Linked DNA regions of Sus scrofa: all the other regions are linked to region 2. A link is a contact called in public Hi-C, HiChIP or PLAC-seq and promoter capture Hi-C data. All regions are on one chromosome and are shown on one strand. The core of a region is the stretch at or near the end of the contact, and the rest is flanking DNA. Distances in the headings are between cores, read along the strand shown. Region 1 holds the start of JSRP1 (junctional sarcoplasmic reticulum protein 1). Region 2 holds the start of CSNK1G2 (casein kinase I). Region 3 holds the start of PLEKHJ1 (pleckstrin homology domain-containing family J member 1). Region 4 holds the start of MOB3A (MOB kinase activator 3A). Region 5 holds the start of TCF3 (transcription factor E2-alpha).

Region 1 (2,700 bases), core at 154-2,653, 190 kb before region 2:
ATCCAGCTCAGCAGGAGGGTGGGGCATGGGCTTCATTGGGGGGGCCCTCTACCTCGGGCCCTGTCCTCCCGGGGCTGGCCTGGGCAGGGGTCAGCCAGTGCAGAGAGGTCCTCATCCACTGGGCAGCTGCCCAGGCCTCCATCCAGCTCTTCCAAGGCCCTGGTTGTCATGGAGATGTCTGAGAAGCAGCAGGTCCAGGGTAGGGCTGGGGAGAGTGGGGAAGAAGCAGCCTACACTTGCTGAGCCCCTGCTAGGGGTCTGGGCCTGACCTGAAGAGAAAAGGGGTCCCTCCTCTCCCATCCCCACAACAAGCCCTGGCTTTTCTCTCTGCCTGGAGCCCTCTTCACTTGGTAAATTCACACTCAGCAGGATATGGCCCAGCAGCCAGGAACTCTTCCTGACCCCTTAGGCCGGCATTGGGACCCCTCCCGATAGGCCAGCATCTCTGAGGCCCCAGCATTGCTGAGTACAGGGGCTCCTGGGCCCCCAGAGTGGGCTGAGTCCTGCCCTTGGTCACACAGAGGTGAGCAAGGAGCCCAAACCGGAACCCTTGGCCCCAGGGTCGGCTCATGTTCTCTGAGACCAGGGACTATTTTTATCCGGTGGCCAAGGCCAGTGGGACCAGTCAACATGCGGCCCATCCCCTCCCAGGCCTTTGCCCCCCTGGGGTCTTCCTTTGGACCATCCTCACCCACAATTCCTGGCACCCAGCCTCCCCTGGACCCTCTAAGTCTGGGAGCTGAAGGCCCAGCAGCAAGGACTAGCCTTGCTCTGGCCATGACAGGAAGGCCAGGGGCGGGGGGTCCCAGGGCTCCTGACCTCAACGCTGGGGGTCCCACCTCCTCTGGCTGCCTTTGCTCCCGTAGGGCAGGTGAAGAAACTGAGGCTGGAGACAGAGGCATGGGCCTGAGGTTGTGCAGAGCTGGAGTCAAACTTGCCTGTTGGCCTCCCATCCCTGCTTTTTGGGGTTCCCAGTGCCTCTGGCTTAAGCATTAATGTGACTCATATCTGGACTGAGAGGGAACCCCTCCCTGGGGCAAGAGCAGATGGTGGGGGAGGGGCCTGATGGGGGAGGGGAGTGTGCCCCTACGCGGTATGAGGGCAGCCACAGGATTTGGGGACCCCTATGGACCTTGGATGCCTTCCTAGATCCTGGGGTGGAGGGCCCACCTCTGCCCAGGCCTCCCTCTGCCCCTCTTACCCCACAGCCGCCACGCTGGGCCTGGTGGTCAGGATGGAACACAGGCAGGGTGGCCGGAGACAGGCAGTAACAGGTGGTTGGAGGCCATGGGGTGGGCCAATCAGCTCTCGGCCACAGTGGGAGGGGGAGGAAGTCTGGCTTGAGGTCCCTGCTGGGGTGCACCCCCTCCTTGGAGCAGGACCAGGCATTTGCCAAGGGGTGGCCCCGCCCCCACTGGCACAGAGCCACAGCCAGGCTGGCCCCAGTGACCCTGGGAGCACTGCTTCCTGTCTAGCAGCCTCAGAAAAGAGGGTCCCAAAGGTAAGACCACCCACAAAGTGTGGTCATCTTGCTTTTATGATCACCGACTGTGTCTCAGGAGCCCAAGGGCCATCAGGGGAGGGCTTCCTGGAGGAGGACAACACCACTGAGGGGAATCTGGGCTCTGCTGGCTGAACTTGGCTAGGCACAGCTCAGAGGCCTTGGTTTCCTCATCTGGAAAGTGGAGTCACTTCCTCCCAGGGGACAGTGAGGCCAAAATGAGTTAATTTGGGTTAAACAACCACTGGATGACTCTGGGCTGTTTTTGTATCATCCCACCAAGTCATACACACATCCACACCTTGGTTCAGTCAATCATCAAACACACAGCACTCAGCGCTTTTGTTCTGTTTGGTTTGGTTTGGCCATGTACTGGGCATGCAAAGGTTTCCACCCAGGGTTCAAACTCATGCCACAGCAGTGACCAGAGCCACAGCAGTGACAATGCCATGTCCCTAACCTAGTAGGCCAACAAGGAACTCCCCATTTTTCTTTTTTATTAAACACTCTCTCTTGCCCACCACTTTGTCATTTTCTTAAAATAACAGTCTTTTTTTTTTTTTTTTCTTTTTTTTGTCTTTTTGCCTTTTCTAGGGCCGATCCTACAGCACATGGAGGTTCCCAGGCTAGGGGTCTAATCGGAGCTGTAGCCGCCGGCCTACACCACAGCAACGCGGGATCCGAACCGCATCTGCGACCTACACCACAGCTCACGGCAATGCCAGATTCTTAACCCACTCAGCAAGGCCAGGGATCAAACCCACAACCTCATGGGTCCTAATCAGATTGTTAACCACTGAGCCACAACGGGAACTCCCTACAATAGCAGTCTTATCGGAACACAGTTCATTACCATACAGTTCACTCTGTAAAGTATACAATTCAGTGGTATTTAGTACCTTCCCACGGTTGTACCATTATCATCTCTATCCAATTCCATAACATTCCATCACCCCAAAAAGAAGCCCCATCCCCATCAGCAGTCACCTTCATCCACATCCCAGCCCTTGACAGCACTAACCCACTCTCTGTGTCTGTGGATGTGCCTGTTCTGGACATTTCCCATCCATGGAATCACACACTGCGTCCTTCTGTATCTGCTTCTCTCACTGAGCATCCTGATCTCCAGGTCCATCCACGTGGTAGGCAGTGAGTGTCAGGGCTTCTCTCCTTTTCAGGATGAGTGATGCTCCCACGTG
Region 2 (2,700 bases), core at 111-2,610:
AGGTCTCCCGGTGGAGGGGGCAGGGGAGAACATACTGGACTCCACCTACGTGCACAGAACCCTCCAGGCTGTTTCCTGCAAACAATGCCATCCGGAGGCCAAGGGAATAACCCAGCTGCCCAAAGCCTACCCAGGATGATGCCCCAGACGTCACAGCAGGGCTTTCTCTAAGGCCCCCAGCCCTGAACGTGAAAGTGTCCCCTGAGAAAACTGGGGCAGAGAAGACAGGGGAAGTGCTGTCCCTGGCAGGGCACAGACGCTACACCCCCCCCCCATCTGAAGTGTTTCCGGAAAACAAAGCCGGTGGCGAGGGCGGAAGGGGGAGGCGCAGCCAGGCGAGAGCCAGGAGTTCCTGAGCAGCCCAAAACAGATCCTCCAGACCAGACCCCTCTTGCTGCTCCTCCCCTCTGCCCCCAGCCCCCGGCTCACCCCCAAATCCTGCAGAGCCACAAAGGGGCAAGTGTGCGGCAGCGTAGGCAGCAGCCATGGGCCCAGGAGAGAGAGCTGGAGGAATAGAAGGACATGGGAAGTGGACAGTGTGCTTGAGCACTAGGGAGCAGTGAAGAAGGGAGGAGGGGTGGGACTGAGGGAGAGTGGAGGACAACAAAGTCTGGAGCGAGGGAACAGTGAGGTCTGGAATACTGAGGTCTGGAATGAAGAATACTGAGGTCTGGAATGAAGAATCAGTAAGGAGCTGTGAGGTCTGTAGTGTGCGGATGAGTGGGAACGAGAGGTTGCAGGGCCTGATTTTGGGGGTCACTGGCAAGGTCTGGAGTACAGGGGAGAAGGGTTGGAGTCCAGAGTGTGGGGGCTAGTGGGCCATAGGGGCAGTGGGGTCGCAGTTTAGGGGTCAGTGGGAGAGCAAAGTCGGGAATGCACAGTTCCACAAGAGCAGAGTTAGGATTCTGGGGGCCCCTGGGGTGCGGGAATGCCGGGGGACCGGGGGTCTGCGGGATGCGGGGGTCCGAAGCGCGGGGTGTACGGGCGGCGGGATCCAAGGATCCGTGGGGGTGGGGCCGCAGGACCGGGGCGCGTGGCCGCACCGCCGGCGAGGGCGCGCGCGTCGTTACCTGACGGCCTCCGCCGTGGCTGTGGCTGTGGCTGTGGCCGTGGCCCCGCGGCCGGGCGGCCGGGCTGGGCGGCCCGGGCTCCCTCAGCAGCGCGGCGCGGGCCCCCGCTCCGGACCTTGTTCGCGCTCCGGCTCTGGCGCCCGCTTGGGCCCCCGCTCCCGCGCCGTCGGCGCCGGCCTCCGCATGTTGGGCGCGGGCCGTCCCCGCCGCGCGGGCGCCCGGCTCGCCCCGGTCTCACAGCGTCGCCCGCGGCCCGCGCTTACGCCGCCAGCGTCGCGGGGGAGGGCCTGGCGCCCACTGCGCAGCCGCCGGAGGCCGTAGGGCGCGCGCGTGACGTCACAGCGCGAGGCGGGACCCGGCGGCGCGCCCGCCGCTTTGCGGCAGCGGGCGACACTGCGCGACGGCCGCCACGCTTTGCGGCTGCTCCAGGGTGGCTGGGCCGCAGCCGGGGGGACCGCCGGAGGTGCGCGGCTGGGAGGGCGCGCACGGACGGGGAAGGAGCGGTCCCCAGTCAACCCTTCTGGGGGGCGGGGCTCTGGCCCGCGGTCTTGGCCCGCCCCCGCCGTTGCCATGGAGACGCGTGGCTGGTCACTGAGACACCGCCCCACCGCGCTTCTGTGGCGTCAAGGTCTCGCCACTTGACGTCACGGTCGGGCGGTGCCGCGGGCGTGGTCAGCGCGTGGATAAGCCAACTTCCGGGGAGTCCTGCGGCAGACTTGCTGGTTGGGGTGGGGAGAGCTGTGTAGAGTGATAGGCTAGCGACGGGGCGGTGCTTCTCCGAGCCAGAAGGAGCTGTGACATAATCGAGGAGCCAAGGAGGGTGTCACTCAAGGCACTGGTCCAACTGGACCTTCCGCCTGGGCCTGCCGCCTGAGCACAGGCCCTAGCAAGCAGCTGACGCTCAACAAGTGCAGTGTAGAGTACTTGCTCATATACTGTCAGTCCATCCTGGACCTAGAAAAAGCTTGGGTAGGGGGAGCTTGGCAAGAACCCCGCAGTGAGGCCCAGCATCACCCAGGACAGGGCCTACCCGCGTGGCCCGCGTGCCTCCTGCGGGGCATTTTTAGTGTTGAGGGAAACTCATCCATTCACGTCTTTATTAAATGCCTGCCAGCTGTTCTGAAAATAGAATGGTGAGCTAAACTCTTGGCACGGTTTCCCAGCGAGTTCTCAGTCCTGAGCGAGGGGATGGACAGGACAGTGAATAAATGGACATGACCGTTTCAGATGGTGTTATAAGCTTGCTTGGAGCAGAGTGACCAAGGGCCAGACCCTAAAGGCTAAAAGCTAGATTTGGCAGATGGAAGATTGCATGGTCTCTGATTTTTGTCCTGCTGTCCAGCAGACAAATTTGGGGAAGGAGAATTAAAGTAGAAGGAGATGGCAGAATGGCAACAGTTTAGGGCTTCTTCTGACCCAGTTCTCCTCTTTCAGCTCCACTTGCAATGTCACTACCTCCAGGAAGCCCAAGCTTCTTCCCCCATTGTCCTTTCTCGGTACAAGCTGACCCCTTCCAACCTGAGCCTTAACATAAAGGAGTGTGTTTGTTTCAAGTCACCCTCCTCCACCAGCCATACCAAACCAGAGACCACATCTGTTTTGCTCATTGCTGGGTCTGTAGGCACACACA
Region 3 (2,700 bases), core at 177-2,676, 200 kb before region 2:
TCTGTCACGACCCAGTGGAAAGGAATCCGACTAGGAACCATGAGGTTGTGGGTTCAATTCCTGGCCTCGCTCAGCAGGTTAAGGACCCGGCATTGCGGTGAATTGTGGTGTAGGTCACAGAGGCTTCTCAGATCTGTGGCGTAACCCAGCAGCTGTAGCTCCCATTCGATCCCTAGCCTGGGAACCTCCACATACCTGAGGTGCGGCCCTAAAAAGACAAAAAAAAAAAAAAAAAAAAAAAAACCAAAGCCAAAGACGCCCCAGAAGCTGAGAGAAGAGGCGTGAGACAGAGATGATTCTTCAGAAATACACAACTCTGCGCCCACTCTGATGTCAGACTTCTTGCCTCCCGCCCTCCTCGCTGCAAGCTCTGCCTGGGCCCCACGGGGAGGAGCCAGGGCGAGTGGGGCTGCTCGGGACAATGGACTTTGTCGGTAGAGATGCAAGAGGGGCCGGGGCGGGGCCGGGCAGCTTGGCCGCAGTTCGCACTCACTGATGGAGAAGCCGCTGGGCTCTTCCTGGGTGACTCTGCAGTGTTCCAGCAGCAGGGCTCCGACGGGCTGAGGGCAGATGGACGCGTAAGGGGCGGTGCGGGGAACCCTCCAGCCACCCAAGCCCGTCCCACGCCTCAGACCCCGGCCCCGCCCCCTGGCTCCGGTCCCCCCCCACGCCCTCGCCCCGACCCCCTACCCCCAACCCCGCCCTCCCCAGCGCCTAACCTCTGCCTCGTCCGTCCGGAAGTAGAAGAGGAAGTTGACCACCAGCTTCACCAGTCTCCGCTTCACCACTACGGGAACAAGGAAGGCTCGCGCGAGTTCGGTGGCTGCCCAGCCCCGCCTGCCGCCCGCTTGGGCGCCCCGGGCCGCTCACCGCTTCCTTTTTTCGGGCCCCTCATGCCCAGCTCAGCCGCCATCTCGGCCGGCTGCCGGGAGAGCGCCTGCAGCTCCTTCTCGTTAAAGCGCATGGCGCCGCCGGGACCCGGAACGCGGAACGAAAACCGCGCCTTACCGGCCGCCGTCCCCACTCGCGCCGTTGCCGGCGCCAAAAGAGTCCCACCGCACCGTTCCGGAAGCGCAGCCCGGGCAACTACGCCTGCGCGTTCTGCGGCCGCTCAGCCTGTCAATCACTGGTGCGTGTCAGTACAGTGCTGGGAGCCGCCTGGATAGAACGTGAACCCTCACGGGGCGCACGGGATAGTGAGCAAGGTGGACGGTTGCCATATACAACCATGCAATAAGGTGGCCCGCCACGACCCATGGCGCCCTTAACTGAAGCGACCTGGAGCATGCGAAGTGGAGGTGGGGCGAGACGCAACTCGCTATCCCGCGAGAGGTGGCCCCGCGAATTAGGCCCACCGAGAGAGGGTGGGGGCCGACGCGCACGCGCACTTCGGCTTCCGGCCCACACTCCCGGCTCGCCACTCACCTCCAGCATCCGGAACGTCTGCCCCGCGCCGCTAGGCGGGCTGGGCATGCGCACACGGAAGGCCCCGCCTCGCCTGCCCTCGGAAGTGCTTCCTTAGCCCTTGGCGCGCGTGCGCCTGTCGAAATTGTCGCGGCGGCTGTGGCGGCAGAATAGGCGGTTACGGTGGAGTCTGAATAGACTACGGCAGTGAGGCCGCGCAGGCGAGTCAGGAGCGGCGAGGGGCTAGGGCGGAGACCCCCGGGAGTTCCCTGGAGGGGAGAGGGCGAGGGGCGGTCGGCGGGGGCGCAGGCTGAGAGTGGGTGCCCGCTCCCCGCCCTCTCGGAGCTCGGGCCATAAATGCCGGTCCGGTAGGGCGGCAGCTCCCGAGGCGCTTTCCGTGTGCCCCGGCAGTCGCCCGTTGGTATGCTGGCCATGTGGTCTGGGAGTCACCTGGTTTCTGTAACGGGTGGGGGTGACGGCGAAACTCCTGGCACCGCACCCGAGGCCACCAGGGCCCGTTAGCCAGGCCCGTTTGGCAAGCGGTGCCACAAAGTTAAATGATTTCCCCACCTGTCACACTAGGTGCCCGATCGCTTCTTTTTTCTGTTCTTTTGTCAGCTCAGAACTACCAAGAGCAGCTTTGTAAATAACGTTATTCTTTTTGGCTGCGCCGGGTTTGAGGTTTCATTTCTATCTGCCACCCACCCTCTCCAACCTCGCCCTCCATATTCTGAATGTGGATATCGTGAGTTTTGTCAGATCGTGTTTTATTTTTTAGGGCTGAAAATAGTATTCGCTGTTCAGGCAAGCAATGTATTCAGCTGTATTGTTTTTCTTACGCTGTTTTTCCTATCGTCCTCCAAAGCTAATTAATTTCTTCTTTTCCTGTTAGCCTGATTTTCTTTGCCTGTTTTTTTTGTTTGTTTGTTTTGTTTTGCTTGTTTCTTTCTCAACGTGTCATTACTTCACACACTGATTAGTTGTGTTTTCCCACAGATTTAAACAAATGGATGGCTTTTTCTTTCTTTTTTTCTTTTTTTTTATGGCCGCACCTGCAGCACGTGGAAATTCCTGGGCCGGGGTCGAGTGGCAGCTGCAGCTGCAGCCTGTATGGCAGCTTGATGCAATGCCGGATCCTTAACCCATTGATTGAGGCCAGGGAGTGAACACAACCATCTTCACAGAGACAATGTTGGTCCTTAACACAATGGGAACTCCCACAGATGGATTTCTTTTTTCCTTTCTCCCATGGAAATTTCCCTCTTAAAGCTGGCCTAATCCTGCTTTTGGGACTGG
Region 4 (2,700 bases), core at 117-2,616, 130 kb before region 2:
CCAGGGACTGGCTAGGGGAGATGATAGGGACAGGTCAAAATTTATCCTTCCAGGTGTCCTATTGGTGTCCACTAGATGAGAGTGTCCCCCCTCAGAGAGGAAACTTTTTTGGTTTTTGGTTTTTGTGTTTTTGGGGGGTTTTTTTAGGGCAGCATATGGAGGTTCCCAGGCCAGGGGTCGAATTGGAGCTGTAGCCACTGGCCTAAGCCACAGCAATGCAGGATCCTAGCCGAGTCTGCAACCTACGTCACAGCTCACAGCAACGCCGGATCCTTAACCCACTGAGCGAGGCCAGGGATCAAACCCGCAACCTCATGGTTCCTAGTCGGGTTCCTTTCCGCTGCACCACGACGGGAACTCCCAGGGAGCAGACTTTCTCCCCACTTTCTGTCCTTTCTGAGTTCCAACACCCAGCTGCATCATGCCAGATCCCTATTCACATGGCTCTAGTCTCAGCCAGGCCCTGGCTGGAACCTGGGCCTAGGCCTAGAAAGAGGCAAACACTCCTGTGGTCCTGGGTCCTCAGGCTCTGGGCAGCATCCTCCATCCCCGAAGCCCTTATTTGCTCACTTTCGATGATGGCATTCTGGATGAGGTGCACCTGCTCCCGGAAGATAGCTCGCAGCTCGTTGGGGAAATACCCTAATGGGGGGAGGCAGGAGGGAGAAGGTCAGGGGCAGGTGGATGGGTCAGCGTGAGATGCCCTGGGGCCGCGGGGTTGTTCCTCGGTTTCCCACTGTGGCGGCCGCCCCCTTACCCGGGAAATACATCTTTCCCTGGTACAGTTGATCCATTCTCTTGTACACGGCGTTTGCCACTTGGTTCAGTTTCTCCCGGGCTGGGGGTGAGAGGAGAGTTGTGAGAGAGGCCTGGCCCAGGGTCTGGTTGGGCGTGGAGCGCGTGCAGGCAGGGCCGGGGTACTCACTGATTTCCGCGGGGATGGCCAGATGCAGCTCCTTCATCGTGTCCTGGCTCCAGTCGGTGAGCAGCGAACCCGACACAGGGATGTCGCCCACCCACCAGGACTTGAGGTTCACGTGATGGCGGTAGAAGGAGAACTTCTCTGAGAAGTTGCCGTGGCAGTGCAAGCAGCCTCGGGCCAGCGCAGCTGTCAGGCCCAGGCACAGCAGCAGGGCCATGGCCCGCCCCCACCGCCCGCCGCCCGCCGCCCGCGCCCACCGCCCACCGCCCACCACCCGCCGCCCGCCGCCGGCCAACCGACGGCGCCCCTCGAGCCACGCCCCTCTGCCGCGCACCAACAAACGGCGCCCTCGTGCCCCGCCCCCATCGCTCACCAACCAACCGCTCTCTTGTGACATAGCCTCGCCCTCTCCCGCCCCCTCGGCGTAGGCCCGCCCTCGCAACTGACTAGCGACTTCCCACCGCCTACTCCTCTTTCAAGCCACGCCCACCAACCTCAGCTCCCAAAGAGGGCTCCACCCCTCTATTGGCCCCGCCCCTGACCGCGCTCCACGCAGGCGTTCTCGGCCCGCTCAAGCTCCTCCTTCCACGGCGGCCCCACCTCGAGGCCCGGTCCAGCGCTCCGGGCACTCAGCTGCTCCGCCCGCGGGCAGTCTCCGCTCCACTTCCGGGAAGGCCTTGGACAGGAGCGGAAGTATATCCGGGGCGGGGCAGTGGTGCGCGGAGTTTTTCCGCGGCGGACGGCGAGGCAAGGCTGATTGGAGCCCCGGGGGCGGAGTCTGGCGACGAGAGTGGCCAGATCCTTCGGACAGCAGGCGGCAGGTGGGTCCTCGGAGGTATGACCGCGGGCGGTGTGAAGGCTGGGTCCCTCAGAGGGGTGAACGGTGGTAGAGGCGAGGGAGGCCGGGTCCTTCAGAGAGGGCGACCGCGGGCAGGGCGACCTCAGGAGGTACGACCGCGGGCGGCGGGGAGGCCGGGCCCTTAGGGGCGGGGGACAACCGCGGAGGACCAGACAACCGGGCCCCTCAGGGGGGTGAACAGTGGTGGAGGGGCAGGAGCCGTGGCGGCCCTTGGTCCAATTAGCGGTTACAAATGTTACTTTAGGTCACCCCTGGTTGTATCGCTGATCAGGACCCCACCTCCTGATGGATGGAAAGCCCACAGAATTTTAGGGCCCCCAGCCCACTGGGACACCTGCCCTCTGCAAGCAGGCTTCCTTGTCCCAAGAGTCCCTGAGCAGCGGGCAAGGGCTGGGCGGCAGGTGTCGGCACTGACTACCTGGTGACTCCACAGCTCTGTCTCTGAACTGGCTATAGGGCTTGTATTTGCTTTCAATGGCCGAGTATTTTACAAAACGTCGCTGAAAAGGGAAGGAGAGGTGATTGAAAGATACGCAGAGTCACAGGCTCTTTGTAAATAAATGACCAGTGATTCTCCCACTGAGAGAGCCACTGCTCATTTGGGGGTAAGAGTCTCCCAGAATTTATTCACAGGAGCTTTCTGCCCCTTGGATTTCTTTCTTTTTTTTTTTTTAAACCTTTTTATAGAGGCTCAGTAGACTTGCAGTGAACTGCACACATTCAAAGCATACAGTTGGATAAATTGTGGCATGGGATTTGTATCTCATACCCCACTGCCTGCCTGCACTTTGTGATTTTGGATTTGCTTCTGTTACACTTGGCCTCTGTCAGCCGCTTCTTCATCCCACTCTCCACCCAGCATAAAAGTTCAGGGGCTCTTTTTAGCCCATTTCACGGACTCAGCACTGACTGATGCCAT
Region 5 (2,700 bases), core at 10-2,509, 250 kb after region 2:
AGGTAGGAATGAGCCAGGCAGATTCTAGAAGAGCAAGGAGGAGGCTGCTGTGTCAAGAGCCCATCCCTGGCCTGGAGGGGAGTGTAGCTTTCTCTCTGCGGACACAGGGGGCCATGACAGAGTGTGTTATTTTCATTTATAATAATTATTTCCAGGAGTTCCCGTTGTGGTGCAGCGGAAACAAATCCGAGGTTGCGGGTTCGATCCCTGGCCTTGCTCAGTGGGTTAAGGATCCGGCGTTGCGGTGAGCTGTGGTGTAGGTCACAGACTCAGCTTGGATCCTGCATTACTGTGGCTGTGGCGCAGGCTAGCGGCTACAGCTCTGATTAGACCCCTAGCCTGGGAACCTCCATATGCCATGGGAGCGGCCCTAGAAAAGGCAAAAAGAAAAAAAAATTATTTCCATCCTGTAGGGTCTGTGGTTTTCAAAAGCTGAAGAGCCTCTGGACGTGGGAGGGAACTGGGGATCTAAGTGACTCTCACAGACCAGTGAGAGTCAGAAGGTCTTAAGTCCTTGTCCAAACTCAGGCCAAGATCCCATTTTATCGACGAATAAACTGAGTCTCAGGCAGACAAAGGCAACCAGCAAGTCAGAGGCACAGAGTGGGTTCCACGGGGGGAATTTCTGACCCTGAAACAGAGCTGCATCAGTGACCCCACGGGAAAATAGGTCTGATTTATTCCTTCCAAGTCTGGAATGCCCGCTCGCAAGACCCAGCAGCAGGGGCCAGACCTAGGAACTCAGACACGACCAAGCCCAAAAGGCCGTGCGGCCGGCCATGCACACCTGAGAATAAAACTCCAAGCCCCACCTCCCCCATCGCTTCTCGCGGCCTCTCGCTCGGAGAGTCCCGCCTCCTTCTTTACCCGGACGCGCAGAGGGGAGGGCGGGGCGGGGCGGAGCCTGGTTGCGAACGGCCGGCATCCCCGCCAATCAGGCTTTCGCACCTTCCAATTGGCCTCGTCCGCTCGGCCTTCTCTTTCCATCGCTCGGTCCTTCCCGCTTGCGTCACGGCTATGCGGCCAATCCACGTGCGCCTCCGCTCTGGAAGATAGTCCCTGCCCCCACCTCATGCCGTTGGCCCACGATTCTTCGGATCGCCCGCTCCAGGCGCTGGGCTCCGCGGGCCCGCTGCCGCGTTCGGCGGGAGCGTGGGGCGGACGTGTGGCAGTGGGCGGCGTGCAAACCGCGGCGGAGGGATCCGCGGGCGGACGCGGGGCGGAGCTGATGAGGGGCGGGGCCTGTAGGGGGCGGGGCGCGGGTTGGGGGCGGAACATGTCTCCCGCCGCAGGAAGATGAGGCAGCGGCGGCGGCCGCGGGCGTAGCGGGCCGGACCGAGCCCAGCGACACGGCCGGCGGGCACCGCGGCCTCCGTTCGCGTCGCCTCCGCCAGTGCCCGGACCGCGGACGGTCCGCCGAGCGGATACGCGGGGAGCCGGGCTACGCGCCACCGCCCACGCGCGCCCCTCGGGGCCGCGACGCCCCTTTGTCCGGGGGGGCCGTTCATGTCGCCGCCCCCCGCGCGCTGCGGGCCGGGCCGCGCCGAGCAGGTGAGCGCGCCGGGACCCTCCGCCGCTCGGTGCCTGGCGGGCTGGGCCGCTCTGGGGTGCGGAGACTCCGAGCAGTGGCTGGCCGGGCGGGGGGCGGCGCGGCCGAAGTCATTGTTCTCCAACTTTGCGCGCCGGAGGGGGCAGGCGACGTGGAGGGCGCGCTCGGGCCCGCGCGCCCCCGCCAGTCGGCACTTGAGGAAAGTTTGCGGAGCCGGGCGGGGGCGCGGGGGGCGCCGCTGGGCTGCCCAACTTCGCGGCGGGGTAGCGGCGCGGGGCCCGCGGGCGCCCCCTCCCCCGGGGGCCCGGCCGGCGCCGGAGTTTGGAGGGGAGCGAGAGAGGGAGAAGGAGCGTCCTTTTGTCTGCGGGGAAGGTGCGCCGCGCCACTGCAGGCGGGGGCCGAAATCCTGGCCGGGGGCCGCATCTGCTCCGCGGTACGCGGGCACGGGCGGCGGCTGCTTCGGGGCGAGCAGCGCAGTGGCGGCGGCAGCGCCGCGAGCTTCAAAGGGCTCCCGGGCCGCGCCGCCCGCACCGGCTGCTGGGGGGGGGTAGGGTGGGGGTTGGTTTCCCGGGCCTCCTCCCACCCCTCCCCCCAGAGCGAGAAGTTCCTTGCCCCTCTTTCTCCCAAAGTGGTTTCGTACATCTTTTGAGTTCGCTTCGAGTCTCCAAAAGTCCTTGTGATACCCCAGAAGTGTCTCGGATCTCCTTGAAAAGCCTGTTTCAGTCTCCCCCACCCCAGGTCTGCCTTAAAATCGGTTTCAGCTACCCCACAAAAAAGTGCGGTTTCGTACTCCTCAAAAAAGTCAGTTTCACACGCCCTCCAAAGAAGAAAAAGCTTCGCGGAGGAGGGGGTGCTCTGGGGCATCCGTTTCACACCCGTCTCCAGTTGGCAAACAAAGCGGGGGTTTCTCCTTTTCTGATGTCGGGTCTTCCTCAACCTCGGAACCCCCTCTAACCCCTCGGTTTCTGCTTGCCGCTCCCGCCCCCTTCTGGGTCCCCGGGGAGAGAAGCTGGAGGGACTTCGCTGTCTGACTGTGGGACGGAGACCCTCATCGGGGTGTGGGACGGGGCTTGGCAGGTGGATCCCCCACCCCGTTCTAGAAAGGAGCCCTGGGGACCCTGTTGGGGAAACCCTGGTATTAGGACAACTCC

Evidence for each region. Promoter capture Hi-C pulls out the DNA fragments that hold promoters and counts their contacts. A called contact is a pair of places that touch in the nucleus more often than the background predicts. HiChIP or PLAC-seq counts read pairs in DNA pulled down with a chosen protein or histone mark.
Region 1: a contact with region 2 is called in an H3K27ac HiChIP or PLAC-seq map of alveolar macrophages. The contact joins the promoter of JSRP1 here to the promoter of CSNK1G2 in region 2. A contact is called at or near these places in 1 of 47 Hi-C or Micro-C datasets (liver) and 1 of 2 datasets of contacts at active chromatin or transcription factors (alveolar macrophages).
Region 3: an H3K27ac HiChIP or PLAC-seq map of alveolar macrophages shows a contact between it and region 2. The contact joins the promoter of PLEKHJ1 here to the promoter of CSNK1G2 in region 2. A contact is called at or near these places in 1 of 5 promoter capture datasets (fetal liver) and 1 of 2 datasets of contacts at active chromatin or transcription factors (alveolar macrophages).
Region 4: a contact with region 2 is called in a Hi-C map of subcutaneous adipose tissue, with 3 times the contacts expected there. The contact joins the promoter of MOB3A here to the promoter of CSNK1G2 in region 2. A contact is called at or near these places in 1 of 5 promoter capture datasets (fetal liver), 5 of 47 Hi-C or Micro-C datasets (blood, embryonic fibroblasts, psoas muscle and 2 more) and 2 of 2 datasets of contacts at active chromatin or transcription factors (alveolar macrophages and skeletal muscle).
Region 5: a contact with region 2 is called in a promoter capture Hi-C map of fetal skeletal muscle, with 3 times the contacts expected there. The contact joins the promoter of TCF3 here to the promoter of CSNK1G2 in region 2. A contact is called at or near these places in 3 of 5 promoter capture datasets (fetal liver, fetal skeletal muscle and liver), 1 of 47 Hi-C or Micro-C datasets (embryonic fibroblasts) and 1 of 2 datasets of contacts at active chromatin or transcription factors (alveolar macrophages).

The regions. Positions count from the first base shown.
Region 1 is chr2:76,421,002-76,423,701 of Sscrofa11.1, forward strand. JSRP1 (junctional sarcoplasmic reticulum protein 1) reads right to left here and starts at 1,404. Exons shown (of 8, transcript XM_021084195.1): 1 at 1,202-1,404; 2 at 840-886; 3 at 53-205. The coding sequence starts at 1,389.
Region 2 is chr2:76,608,271-76,610,970 of Sscrofa11.1, forward strand. It overlaps CSNK1G2 (casein kinase I), which reads right to left and starts at 1,361. Exons shown (of 12, transcript XM_021084209.1): 1 at 1,071-1,361.
Region 3 is chr2:76,403,744-76,406,443 of Sscrofa11.1, forward strand. PLEKHJ1 (pleckstrin homology domain-containing family J member 1) reads right to left here and starts at 1,427. Exons shown (of 6, transcript XM_003123020.6): 1 at 871-1,427; 2 at 720-787; 3 at 494-560. The coding sequence starts at 964. It overlaps SF3A2 (splicing factor 3A subunit 2), which reads left to right and starts at 1,139. Exons shown (of 9, transcript XM_021084193.1): 1 at 1,139-1,625.
Region 4 is chr2:76,474,031-76,476,730 of Sscrofa11.1, forward strand. It overlaps MOB3A (MOB kinase activator 3A), which reads left to right and starts at 1,367. Exons shown (of 5, transcript XM_021084201.1): 1 at 1,367-1,743. It overlaps IZUMO4 (izumo sperm-egg fusion protein 4), which reads right to left and starts at 1,197. Exons shown (of 10, transcript XM_003123021.2): 1 at 926-1,197; 2 at 758-838; 3 at 571-642. The coding sequence starts at 1,139.
Region 5 is chr2:76,857,820-76,860,519 of Sscrofa11.1, forward strand. It overlaps TCF3 (transcription factor E2-alpha), which reads left to right and starts at 1,260. Exons shown (of 21, transcript XM_021084225.1): 1 at 1,260-1,551.